2 separate regions of the Macaca mulatta genome follow, and region 2 is linked to region 1. A link is a contact called in public Hi-C data. All regions are on one chromosome and are shown on one strand. Each heading gives the region's core, a stretch centred on a gene start, on an enhancer-like site or on the middle of the called end of the contact. The rest is flanking DNA. Distances are from core to core; before and after follow the strand shown.

The links. Hi-C and Micro-C count contacts between places; a contact is called where the count stands out from the background.
Region 2: a Hi-C map of fibroblasts shows a contact between it and region 1, with 3 times the contacts expected there. The contact joins the promoter of ALCAM here to the enhancer-like site in region 1. A contact is called at or near these places in 4 of 14 Hi-C or Micro-C datasets (CD4 T cells, fibroblasts, liver and 1 more).

The regions. Positions count from the first base shown.
Region 1 is chr2:178,136,482-178,143,339 of T2T-MMU8v2.0, forward strand. The region is part of intron 1 of ALCAM (activated leukocyte cell adhesion molecule); the gene reads right to left. Among named protein-coding and RNA genes, the nearest start is that of ALCAM, 140 kb to the right of the region's middle. Within about 2 kb of position 1,565, at least 4 of the 40 cell types and tissues checked have an H3K27ac peak or open chromatin away from gene starts, as enhancers often do.
Region 2 is chr2:178,278,082-178,285,386 of T2T-MMU8v2.0, forward strand. It overlaps ALCAM (activated leukocyte cell adhesion molecule), which reads right to left and starts at 3,516. Exons shown (of 16, transcript NM_001257702.1): 1 at 2,964-3,516. The coding sequence starts at 3,036.

The DNA of each region.
Region 1 (6,858 bases), core at 315-2,814:
TGCCTTTCTCAAGTGTTATACATTATAATGTAGACATAATTGAGTAAGACCTACAAATAAGACAAATATAATTATTCCTTCCTCTTCCCCCCACCACTTGGGCCACTGTGGAATAATCTTCAGGAGGAAAATGCCCATGTTACTAAATTATAAACTACTAGTAGTACCAAGAATTATGTTTTAAGATAGGTACTCTATTTTACCTCCAAGTTTGATACAATATAATGCTCTAAATATTTATCTTTCTATTAAACTATGTCAATGTAATAATCCATAGGTCATAGAAAGAATTACACAAACAATAACATTTTAAAAATACATTATCGATACTTACTTACATTGCTGTGCAGGAAATTACCTTCTTAATTTACCTTAGTCTGATAGTTTGTTATTCTTCAAGTATAAAATGATCTATGAGGCTGGATGAGTCACAGTTTCTCCCAATTAGTTTAGGCTTTACCCCATCTCTACCTAATTTTTATGGTTCCTTGGTCCCATCCACTCTGTTCAGATTCCTATGTTTCCTTTAAGGCCTATCTCAAAAATCATCCAATCATTCAATCATGCATCAAGTATTTACTGGACACCTGCTACAGAGCAAGTTTTAGGTGTGCTTTGTGAAGAAAATGTATAAGTAAAACACTGAGGTCTTTTCCTTAAAAAACAAGATGAAATCAGTGTGATGTTTTTGGTTGGTAAACTAAATGCTGTGGGACTGTATAGGAAGGAATCTCAGCAATTAGATTGAGGATATTGGTAAAAGCTTCTTGGAGGAAATTTCGTATGACCCCATCGCTGAATTGAGGTTTCTATAGATGGGAAGATAGGAACTACCTCAATAGCACAGTGTGTGAGAGGCACTGAGTGACGCTTGGTTTTCTCTCTTAGGGCAAACTCAATTTTTATTATAACAATTCCTACAGAGTAGATCTTTGATCTTCATAAGGAACATGTCCTAAGACTGGCAGTTTTCCCAAATTCATAAGCGCACATAAAATTTCTCTAATAAAATGCAATAAAATGTTAGATCTCTATTTTCTCTTTACTTTCATCATCAACACTAGCATTTGAATTCCTTTTGGGGCCATTTTAAAATTATAAGCAAAAAACTTATTTAGAAATGATCAAAAAGCAACAGAATTGATTGAAGTTGTGAACCTTATTTTTATTTTTTGAGTTGCCTCATGAATTTTAAATCAGAATATGTGCAGATTCTACTGCACTCATTAGCATTTCTTAACTTGAGATCCAGGAATGAACTTTAAGGCATCTACTATATTATTCTTTGAAATTTTGGGAATACAGCTACAGGGTAGTGAGAAGGGAGCACTGTGGTGATTTGAGATTAGTGTTCCCCAAAAATTGTCCCCTCTTAAAATTGTCCTCCCAAAAGCTATTTTTGCTTTAAAAAACATTTTAATGGAATATAATATAGATGGAAAAAAAGTACACAGATCTAGACTTACATTTGAAATGTCACTAAAAGCACTGGGCTTTAGGGTTTCCTTGGCAATGATCCTCGCATTCTTTGTTCTGAGCAGGAGACTGAGATTCCACATTCTTGACCACAATGAAACCCCTGTGTTACCAAGTCATCATTCCTAAATGATGAGTATTTTTGGCTAGGCTATGGGGTCTATGCCAACATGCTAAGGCACAGTCCCTTAAGTGCTGATGAACTTAAATAAAAACATTTAAAAATACTTCATGCTCTGAGTGCGTGGGAAGGGGGTGCAGAAAGATTACAATGAACCAAAAAATCTAGATTTTCTATGTAAAAAGAACAATTGTCTCTATTTTGTTTTAAAGTAGATTTTCATAGTAAAGAGGACTAAACAGGAGAAATGTTTACGCATGTTTTTCTTTATACTACATATTTTGCTCAAAAACACGTGTGTAATTAATAATTTATGTTGATTGAAGTTCCTAAAGTTGACTGTTTCCTACTATCATACTTCTAATTTGAGGCTAAGTCTTTAAGGTGCTCATATAAGGAGAGTCCTTCACTCAGATAATTAGTCAATACAATAAAAATAGCCAGCAAAGTATGATTTTCCTTCTGCTCCCCTCTCCCCTTATTCATTTTCTCAATTTAGTTCTTGCTAAAGAACTAAATTTTCTTCAGTTTAGTGTGGATTCTGATCCTGTTGACTTCATTTGGGAACTAGCTTAACTGGAGATGTAGAAACTTATATTTGAAATACTAGTTATATTAATTCAGGTTAACTAATGCAAAGAAAAGATGAATACATTTAGATTCTATTGCTCTGTACATTTTTTGAGCATGAAAGTCTAAGTTTAACTGTTTCAGAGTATCAGTTCTACTGAAATGGAGAAAAATTATACTTTCCTGTGCATTTTACCACATAAGTTGTATTGAAATTGTGAATACAATTCAATTATTTTAGCAAGAAGAAGAGTGTACTGCATTCGTAAAAACATTATCAACAGAAAGGCAGGCATAATGCTTTCCAAAGGATCTTAATTAAATCATCTGAAGTAATGGAAAGTTTGGGAGTTTAGAATGAAGTCTGTCTTCAGAAAGAACTCACAGTTATTGTGACATTATTAAATTTGTTTTCTGCAAATAGTTTAATGTCATGACAACAAAAAGATCTCTTGATTTGAGAAAATCAAAGCTGTCTTTGATAACACTCCCAAACTCCAAAACAAAAAATTTCTAATTGCCTTAATATTCCTCAAAATGCTTTAGAAAAAATACATCACAAAGACTTTTAGCCAATAATATCCTCGTTTTCACAGAAAGCATCTGTCAATAATAGCTTACATGAACTGTATTGCTTTAGCTTTTAAAGTAATATTCAATAGTATTAGAATTACTGACTTAGAAAATGTTGTGTTATAATTGAGGTAGTGAATTACCAGGGATAAAAAAGTGAATTATTATGGTTACTAAATGAGCAGAGTAGTAGATTTCTGCTTCTGAATTGGTTGAGTGATCTTGTCCAGTATTCTAGTTTCTGGTATATTCCACATTAAGTATCTAACCTCATACTGAAAAATGTTTATATCAGTTGAAATACTTTTTGCTCCTCTTTTCTTCACATGAATCACAATTAGCATTGCCTATGTCTCCTGAGGATATAGATTTGTACGATCAAACATGGTAAGTAATAAAGGTTAAAAAGCTATTTAATAGGTTTTTCCACATATTTGGTGCAGCTTGCTGGCTGATTTCCGAGACTTAGATTTGTGTAAATTCCACGCTTTTAATTGACAGCTCCCTGGAGGGGTTGCAATATAAGTTAAGGTCATAGGAAGAAAATTATGGCTTTCTATGGCATTTTGTCCTTTCTTTAAGAACTGAAGTTAGCTTACTATAAGATCTAGTTTTCTAGCTTTGAGGAGAAAGGGGAGATGGAATGTTCATCCAAGATACATTTTTGAAAGAGACTAAAAGCACAGGAAAGAGGAAATTAAAAATAAAACAAATAGTCGTATACAGTTGGGCAATCAGCATAATCTGGTATCTGAAGATAAAATCATCTTTCTGCCTTAAGAGATGGTGTGTCACCTCAAGGACTGAGTGAGAATGGAGAGTCACGCCCATTGTAGCTTGCCCACAATGGTAGCCCAGTGGGGTAACTCTGAAATGCATGAACTTAGAGAGTCATACTGACATCTATTAATATTTTAACAATAACTTTTCATGTATTCCATTTTTCCTGACAGTCATTCTTAATTGAAGAGTGGGAGGAAAGATGGGAAAAAGAACAAGATAATTTAGGAAGGCAGTGAGTAGAGATGAGAAATATAGGAAGCTGTATTGAAAGGTAGTTTTATCATTTCTAAGGGTATGAAATCTGCATCTGAAGGTGCCTCCAGTTTTTAAATTTTCCAATACTTCCAAAGATTTTAACTCTTTGAAAACTTCATTTTATATCCCAGAGGCCAAATGTAATTTTTTAATGTCTCATATTTATTCCACAATTTAGGAAATGGTTAAATGAACACCCCAGAAGAATTTCTGGAAGACTAACTATCATGAACAAGGTGGCAAAACATAAACAAAAACACTGGATAAGGAAAACAAGTTCTTACAGCAGGCCAATGGCACCTATAGACTGATTGCACAGGAACTTGAACATGTGGACAGTGTTACTAAACCCTGACATGAGCCCCTCTTCTGAGAATGTGCCTGCATTCCGTTGGTTTCCCACACTTGGTAATATTTGCATTCCGTCTCACCTGTCTCTGCTTCTCCTCTTCACATCCTTAAACATTATTAAATAAGTGGTTCATCTGTTTTGTTTATTATTTAAGGGGAAAAAGTCTCTGTGAAGTCAAGTGGACATTAAAATGTTCCTCACAGATCCTCAACTGCTGGGAACATAACTTACCCAACTACTGCATTCTGTCTATTACCAGATTTGGGCTAAGGTTACAATTTTACCAGCTGTTCCCAGCTAGTAACTGAATGCAACAAGTATACTAAGACAGGTAAGTTTCTTGGATACAAGAGACTCCTATGAGGGCTGACTATAGATCAGGGATACCCTGATTCCCTGATGAAACTTCCTCAGACTGCGTGACAGTCTAGAACGCTTCCACCCAACCTTCCTGTCCTCTCTCTTTCACTTGAGACCATCTTTACTCTGCGGTATGCTTATTCTCCACCCCTCACCCCGCCCCACCATCTTCCTCCTCATTTTTTCTCGCATAAGTGTTTTTCCTAATACATTCTTTGTATGTTAAATCCATTTTGACATCTGCTTTTCAGAGTTTCCTAACATCTGGGGGAAATTAGGCAGATCATAACCATATTGACCCACTGACATTAGTAGACTATGAAGTTCCAGAAAATAAAAGATTTCAGTATGGATGTGGTGAAAAAAATCCCACCTTAATTTAGTAAGGAGTTAGTTAAAATAAAAATAAAAAATATACAAAAAATGAGCTTAACATTGATTAAAGACTTAAATATAAGACAAAACATAAAACTCTTAGAAGAATGCATAGGGGAAAAGCTCTTTGACATTGGAGTTGGCAAAAATTTTTTTGGATAAGACACCAAAAGCACAGGCAACAAAATTAAAATATGCAGATAGGACTATATTAAACTAAAAAGCTTCTACACAGCATAGTAAACAGCCAGCAAAATAAAAAGTCAGCATGCGAATAGGGAGAACATATTTGCAAACCATAAACCTGATAAAGGGTTAATATCCAAACTATGTAAGGAATTCATACAACTTAGTAGCAAACAAAACAAAACCCACAGAGAAGCAGATAAAAAAACAGGCACATGACCTGAATAGACACTTTTCCAAAGAAGACATATAAGTAGCCAACAGGTATATGAAAAGGTGCTCAACATCACTCATCATTGGGGAAATGTAAATCACAATCACAATGACATATCACCTCATGCCTGTTAAGATGGCTCTTATTGAAAAAACGAGAGATACCAAGTATTGGTGAGGGTGTGGAGAAAAGGAAATCCTTGTACACTCTTGGTGGCAATGTAAATTGATACAGCAATTATGAAAAACAGTGTGAAGATTCCTCAAAATGTTAAAATAGAACTACCATATATTCCAGCAATCCCACTCTGGGTATATGCCTAAAAGAAAGGAATTAATACTGAAAGAGAGGCCTGTACTCCCCTGTTCACTGCAGCATTATTCACAATAGCCAAGATATGGACACATCCAAAGTGCCCATTTATGGATGAATAGATAAAGAAATTGTCTAAATAGATATAAACACAATAAAATATTACTCAGCCTCTACAAAGGAGACCTTGCTATTTGTGACAAAAAAAGGAACCTGGAGGGCATTATGCTAATTGAAATAAGCCAAAGAAAGACAAATGCTACATAATCATACTTACATGTGGAATGTAGAAAAGGAAAATACACAGAAACAGAGAGTGCATGGTGATTACCAGGGGTGGGAAGATGAGGGAAATGGGGAGATGGTGGTCAAAGGCTGCAAAGTTACAATTGTATAAGACACACAAGTCTAGAAATGTAAAGTACAGCATGATGACTGTGGTTAATAATACTGTATCATATACTAGACATTTTCTAAGAGAGTGGATTTTAGGTACTCTCATCACACACAAAAAATGATAACTAGTGAGGAGAGGGATATGTTGATTTGCTTAATTGTAGCCATCATTTCACAAGGCATATGTATATCAAAACCTCATGTTGTATAGGTTACATTTATATAATAAAAGATTAAATAGACCTAGAAATACATTAAAGCAATTGGTAATAATACTGAATGTTTTTATGGCGTTTTATAGTTTGAAAAATTCTTTTATATACATTGTACATTTTTGCATTTAGGCTTCACAAAAGTCCTGTATGATAAGCAAAGAAACCTGTATGATGTACATATATTATTATCCTTCATTTCACTAATAAGAAACTGTTCTGCATCACACACCGGGGCCTATCACGGGGAGGGGGGAGGGGGGAGGGATTGCACTGGGAGTTATACCTGATGTAAATGACGAGTTGATGGGTGCTGACGAGTTGATGGGTGCAGCACACCAACATGGCACAAGTATACATATGTAACAAATCTGCACGTTATGCACATGTACCCTAGAACTTAAAGTATAATAATAATAATAATAATAATAAAAAGAAAGAAACTGTTCTGCCTGCAAAGTCAAGAGAATAAGCCGATATCAAGAAGCTGGTATGTGATGGAGCTAGAGCTCAAAATGAATTCTCAGCTCAAGTCCAATTCTCATCACTACTGGATATACCAAAAATGATTCCATTTCCTTATTTCATTTTATATTGCGGATAATTCAAGAATATTGTTTGGAAAGTATTAAAATGCTTTCCATATTTAGACAAATATTTTAAAAAACATATA
Region 2 (7,305 bases), core at 2,266-4,765, 140 kb after region 1:
TAAGTGCCTGAAGGTAGCTGTCCTGAAGAAAGCCTAGAAAAGCAATTTACTGCAAATAATACTTCATTAAATTGTAAATTGCCATTGGATTAAATAAATCCTTAAGGAAAAAAATAATACATATTGGCTATTAAACAGTTTTCAGTTTTTAAATTAATCAATGTTAGTAGTCCTACATCAATAGTCTTTGAAAGGACATTATTTGAGTTGATGCTTTCCCAAGTCCTTTTGAGATCAATTGATATGTTTCAAACATAATATCCCACTGAAGAAAGCTTTATGTGTGCTCATGTCTTAGGATGAATCTTATATCAGTGAGTAGTTATGAAACATCCCATCGAGGGGTTCACACAGATGACCCAAGTGAAGAGTTAACTGCAGCGCCCCACCTCCTTGTTGTAAATAATCCAGAAAAGCCTTTTTTTTTTTTTTTTTTTTTTTTTAAAGCAATACAAAATGTCACCACAGGCTGACGCTCTTTCTACAAGAATAATGAGATTATTGCTACCTCGGATGCTGAACACACATTTCATTGCCTTTATCTCTGAATTCAGTTTTCGTTTTCCTCTCCTTTCAAAACAGGTAACGAGGCACGCCTAAAATATATCAATGACTGTGTAGCGACTACAGGCCAAAAGACCCGGGGAAGCAGTTTCACAAACTCGAGTTTTTGACCTCTACAACTGGACACACACTATTAAAACTGCTCCGGAAATGAAGGGTGGCCGGCGGGGAAGTCAATTACCCCCCTCAAATGAAGCCAGCTATTGGCACCGCATCCCCACCGGGCTCTGTTATTCAGAGGGCTCCGAAGGAGGCGCACTCACTGTCCAAGACTTGCTTCCTCAGTGTAGACACGGCGCCTTTAGTGCTGTAACCTTTCCCTTTAAAACACACTCATATTGCAATGAGAATTTCGGCAATGCCAGCTCGGTAATTCACAAAAACCACGGATCTGAGGGTCCAGAGCATCGGATCCTCAGATTCACCGTGGCTGGCTGCGGTGAGCCGGGGCCAGCCGCTCGCTGAAAGCGCGCAGCTCCGTGCCCCCTGGACACACTAGTCTGTGGCGCCAAAAGAATCACCGCGCAGGAGGTCTGAAAGCGGAACTTTCCCCCTTTTAGCAGTTAAATGTGTAAAAAAAAAAACCTATCCTGCGACGTGGCCCGCCTGTGACGGCACAGAAGAGGAAACTGGGTATGTGCCTGTGGTCAGGGGTGTGGACGTAGGTGAGATTACATTCTCCAAGTATCGAGAGGGTTAATCGGAAACCAACTCTGGGCGTGTGGACGTTTGCATCTTACAAACCGACATCACCCTTGTCCTCCCTTCTTGACTCATTCCCTGGCTCCAAAGTGTCATTTTCTCCATCGGACAGTGGAATCTCGAAAAAGTGAAATCCACACTGTGCCAGGCCCAAGGGGGGTCTCGCCTTTCCATCTACCTCCCCAGCGTTGTTACACTAGGACACCTGCTTTAAATCCGGTTGAACTATGGTTTCACAGTCCCCGCCCCAGAGCCCGAGATTTGTCAGAGAACGCAGACGCCTTTTTTTTTTTTTTCTTTTTTTTTTTTCCCCCCTCAGCCTCAGAAACATCAGGTGAGCTCATTACCTCACCCAGAAATGTAACTTTAATAAAGAGATCTGGAGAGGGCACTCCTCCCGCCCACACACACAGCAACGGCAGCAGCAGCAGCTCACAAACACTTGTAATCTCTTCCACAGGCTCTAGCCCCCAAACCCCTCTCCCTGCCAGTTCCTGGGAGAGATTCAGAGGCTTTCAAACCTCTTCTGTGACCTGAGCTTGCCGACAGCTGAAGGGATATGCACGGATAAAAGGAAGTGAGGTTTTTCTTTGATAAAAACTAAAGAAAAAGCTAAGAACAAACAGGCCAAAATACCAGGAAGTAGGAGTTTAACTGGCAACTGTCTACGCAGGGATAGAAATAAAAACTTCAAAGAAAAAAAAATCCCCCAAATTTTCAGTTTAGGGGAGCAAAGGAACCTGCTGCTCTGTCAGGCAACTGTGAGCGCACAGAATACCCTGTTAGGAACAACTTGTGTCAGCCGCCAGGCGGGTCTGAGGATACCAATGCCAGCGGACGTCCCCGAGGGTGCGGAAAGGGATTTCCCGCGAGATATTTTAGTTGTTGGGAATTTTGCCTTTTCCCCCCCCCCACCCCATCTCTCTCTCTTCTAAGACTCAGTACAGAACTGAGAACTGAGGTTCTATGAGCAGGTCCTGGAAATTCACAAGCGTCTCACTGAGGTGTCTCCCAGACCTAGCTACTAATTCCTGTTCAGGCTGTGTTATCTGCCTGCGGTCACCCTTACACTCACCACCCGCCCAGACAATGGACGGGGACCGGAGGGGGGAACGTTGAAACCACGATTTGAAGCATCAGTAGGTTTCTCAAGGTAGGCGTGGGGGGCAGGAGGTGATTAAAGTCCTCTCCTTCTGTACCCCTCCCATCCCTTCCTCTGCTCACCAAGGGGAAGTTACAAGGGGATTTATCACGAAAAAGTGCCGGCAGTTATTTCATCCGAGAGCTAAGCGAAAGAAAAACCGCTCGGGGCGCAGTGACGTGGACTTGGATACCCAGAGACAGGAGGAACTGTCAGAGGGCGAGAGTCCGCCGCCTAGCTGGGAGTCGCAGGGACCAGCGGAGAGCGTCAGGCGAATCCTGCCCACGGGCCCCTGCAACCACAACCCCGGAGCCCCAAGTTCTTGGAGATTCACCCAGTTTCCCCAGCTTCATGCCCAAACTTGAACCAACCAGCCAACCCCAAACGTGCGGCACAGGTGACCGAGCCCGGGGACAGCTCTGTGCCGGGACAGAGGTCCCCTTACCTCATCCATGCGCCTAGGCGCACTGCCTCGGGGGTGCGAGGCTGGGACGGGGACCTAGGAAACTGCTCCAGGCCCACGTCTGTCTGGGGCTGCTCCCAGGCCCTTGCTCACCTGGCCTGAGGACGGTGGCGGAGATCAAGAGGCAGAAGAGCAGACGGCAGGAGCTGGCTCCCTTGGATTCCATATTCTTCCTCCTTCTTGGAGGGCCACTGACGGAGTCCACGCCGCAGGAGGGGGCGTCGTCCCGGGCCCCGCGGTGCCCGCGCGCTGGCGGGTCCCGACACAGGGGCAGCGTCTTCTCCCAGACACACCGTCCCCTGGGCTGTGGCGCTGCACCTTCGGGTCTCTGCCGCACGCAACTTTCCACCACGCAATGCCCCCAACTCCTCCTCCCTCCAGCTCAACACCAGCCCACTGGCCCTTCGGCTGCTCCTCCGGGGACAACGACCCTCTCTTTCCAGGAGACACTTGAGTAATTCGGAAAGGTGTAAGCGGTTCTTTTCGCTGGTATCTTCTTTTATTTTCCTTGTCTTGGGATGATAATAATAATGGCAGTGGCAATGTGCATGAAACGCCGAGTGCTAAGGACTCGCAGGAGGCAGCAACGGGGGGCGGCGGGTCTCCTCAGGTGGCAGCGGTGGTAGCAGTGGCAGCGGCAGCGGCGGCGGCGGCGGCGGCGGCGGCGGCAGCGGTCTCCGGGCTGCTCTGAGTAGAGGGACTGGAAGGCGTGTGTAAGCTGCCTCTTTCCTCCTCTCCCCGCCTCCTCCCTCCCTCCGGTCTCCTCCCCACTTCCCCGGACGCGGCGCAGAGCAGGTGGTTGAAGCAAGGATCCGCAGCCTAGAGGCGCTGCAGGACTGAGTCCGAGCCCTGAGCCCAGCTCCGGGATCGGGGAGAACCATGTGCCCCTGTCCTAGCGTCCGGGTGGGCGGGGTTTCACCGCGGCTCCGCCCCCAGGTCCAGGTCCGCCAATAAGGAGAAAGCACAGGAGCCGCGCGCTCCCGGGAGAGCCCTGGGACTAACACTTTCTGTGATGTTGCAGCGCGGTAGTGATAAGGCCTTTGGCTTCCAACTCCCCACCCACCCCGCTGAGGTTTAAAAATCGACTGCCCTCTTCCTCCACCCATACGCCCATCTCACTGACTCATTCCTCAGGGATTTTTCTCCGCCGTGCTGCTGCAGCCTTCTGTCCTGTAAAGACAATAGTGGAGCAGGGCGGTGGCGGTGGGGAGCGAACTTTGGGTCCAAGAGCCGTAGTGAAGGGAAAAGGAAAGGGCAGGAGGAAGTGGCAAAGGTGGAAACTTGCTTCCTGGGAGTTAACAGGAATAGCTACTGGTTGGCAGGGGCAATCCCCGTACTGGACTGATTCCTCCTGTACTTTTCGAATCTCTCTGCTCCCCCTGCTCACTCCCACCACTTCCCTCACCCCCGGCTGGCATAGACTTTGTTTTAAAGGAAGACCACGTGAGTCGACTGCCCGCTACCAAACAGAAGATATTTGTTTTTCCCGGGGGAAATTAAATCCGGAATTTCTAAACCGTACTTCGTCATACGGATTTTCCCAATGTCTACAAAAGCCCTCTAGAAAGCTTGTCACTTTTTTACTTTTGTTAAGCGGTGATTTTAAGTTACAGACAGAAAATTATCAAATTATTTCAGATTAAAAGCCAAGTCCGTCTTGGTCCGTTCTCGAAAACCAGGCACTCCAGCAGATGGACAGGCTTCTCAGGCAATTTCTAAAGATTGAACCACCTCCCAGGCGGAACATCGCGAAGCTGTGTCGCTTTCAAATCAGGCAGAGAGCATGAAGGGATATTTTCCTCTAGAACACCGGGGTGGAGCTGTCGGAGCCCTAAGTGGCTCTAAATCAGGGATGCAGGATCACAACTCTCATCACCAAAGAATAATAAAATCTTGGTCCCTGAAGCACTTCGCTGGGGCATTAAATAGCCTTTCGTACATCACAGGGTCACCCTTTTGTGAGACTGGTCTCCAGTAGAGGATGCCAACTAGTAATCGTTACATACTGAACTTTCATCAGAAGACTGCGAGTTACCAGCGAGACTGGAGACTCGCAACACACACACACATACACACACACACACACACACACAGAGATTTTAAAAAGTATTTATCTTTTAGTGCTCTAAACTATTAAGCCCCATCTTCAGCTGTAATTTTTCTCAAAAGCCTGCTTGTCCTGTTCGTCCAGTTCTTCTTACATTAACAATATTCTAGAGTAGAACTCTTATACTATATTTTTTTTCTCTCTCAAAATAAGTAGTTTCTCCCACTTAGTTTAAACATTAACATTTCATTTGCATCTTATGAATCAACAGGAAGGCTATCGCTAGGAGGCAAATGCCTTTTAACTCTATATTCCATGAGCTAAGTTTGGCTGAAATGCTAGCATTTCCATGGACTCCTTTATAATTCCTTTAGGGAATTGTTTTCTTTTTCACTGTGGCTATAGGTGGGGCATATTAGAATAAATTGTCCTAACAATATATTTAACCTAGGCCCTCGAACCCTCTATCTGACCTCCTCTATTTTGCAGTGGGAGTTTATACAGCCTAATTGTTTAAAAGTAGATTTGCAAAAGGAAGACTGATTTGGGCTCTGATACTAACTGTATGATCTTGGTCAACCCATTTAACCTCTCTAAGCTTCAGTCTCCTTTCTTGTAAAAAGTGGTAATAGTGCTAGCCTCATGGGATTGCTGTGAGGATCAAATGGGATCAAACACACAAACACGTGGAATTCTGGGGGCAACTGACAATACAAATATGTCCATATTATACTCATACACATAAACATGCATATATATATGTGCATATGTATAATATATATTTGAATGCATAGTCCATTGTTTCCAGAATTGTTTTTAGAAAGGAATGTGTCCTAGTTTAGGAAAATGCCTTGATAAACCACTTGGAATAGTAACTCCAAAGGCTATTGGTCATAAAAAAATAATGGTGAAACTGCTCTATATTAAACAAAATAATAACCATTAAAATAGAAATTTGGCCTGGGAGTGGGGGCAAAGGCAACCACACAAAGCATGAGTTTAAAAATGTTCAAAGGTCGTTAGATCTATTAATTAGCAACACTTACATGTTAGAATATTCTAAGCAATTTATATGAATTAGATGTATTCCCCTCATAAAAAGTTATTGAAGGAGGTGCTATTTTCATCTTCATTTTACTCACGAAGAAAGTAAAACCCAGAGACTTGAAGCAACTTTTCCAAGGTCACCCAATGATTCATAGCAATGGTAAAGCCAGGGTTCTACCCTAGGCATTCTTATTCTTGAACTGAATTCCAGTCTACTTTGCTCATCGCTATCCACTTTGCTTATCAAGAATGCATAACAATAAATGTATGGCTTTTTTGGTGGGGTGATTGATTTAAACGTAAGTTCTCTCATCCTTTCACATACATTTGCATTAAGGAAATTTACTAATGAAGCAGCACACCCTATCTGCATAGGCCAGGTACAGTGCATGTGAGATGACAAGACCATTTCTAAACTGAAATAATGTAGCATAAGCAAGAGCTCAGAGTTAGAAATAAACATGAGAATGTAAGCTCCACAAAGTAATATAATAGAATTTATCTTTCAAAATCTAGTCAATGTGGGATTGGATCCATCTTACTTAATTCTTGAGAGGAAGAGTGTTTCCAGCTACATGTAGATCACAGTCACTTTTGTTACAATTGAGAATACATAGTATTCCAATAATATTTATTGTATAGTTTAGTCATGCATCAGAGCATCATAAGCGTACATCTTGCTGAAAGGGAAAAATGAATAACATTTATCCAGGGGGGAAAAATTTCACGTTACCTGGGACATGAGAAGAGCTTTGTATTTTAAGTATAAAGGAATTCATCATCAATCAGGATGATATGCTCAAAGCAGTGACATGGTACCAGAGGCAAGTTTCCTACTTAGGGTCTGTTGAGATCAGGACTCAGGATTCCCAAGGCTCAGGCCAGGACCCCTTCCCTGTACTAAAATTTTAATCCCATCAGTATGTGACAACATAGTCAATTGTGTGTGCATTTGAAGAATGGAAGTAGTTTTTCTCCCCTTATTAGTCACCACAAAATTTCCACTGGAGATGAAATTTCAACAAAGATAGTTTTGGAAGGTGAAAACATTTGTTCTTACCACTGTATATCATTGTGTTTTGTTTGCCTTCCTACTCCTTGAACAAAATTGTATACAATTCAAGCGCATGCAACAAATCTGATTCACTCTTCTCTCCTTCAACCCTCACCTACGGTGAGTACATGTTCAGCCATACTTTAAAAATAGATTGGACACTTGATAAATTTTTGTGAATGAATGATAAGTGATGAGAAAAAATACCTAATAGAATATAAACCTTCAAACAAACTTACAAGGGTTCATGTTATGAGAAGATGAAAGGGGTATCCATTGGGTCTTCA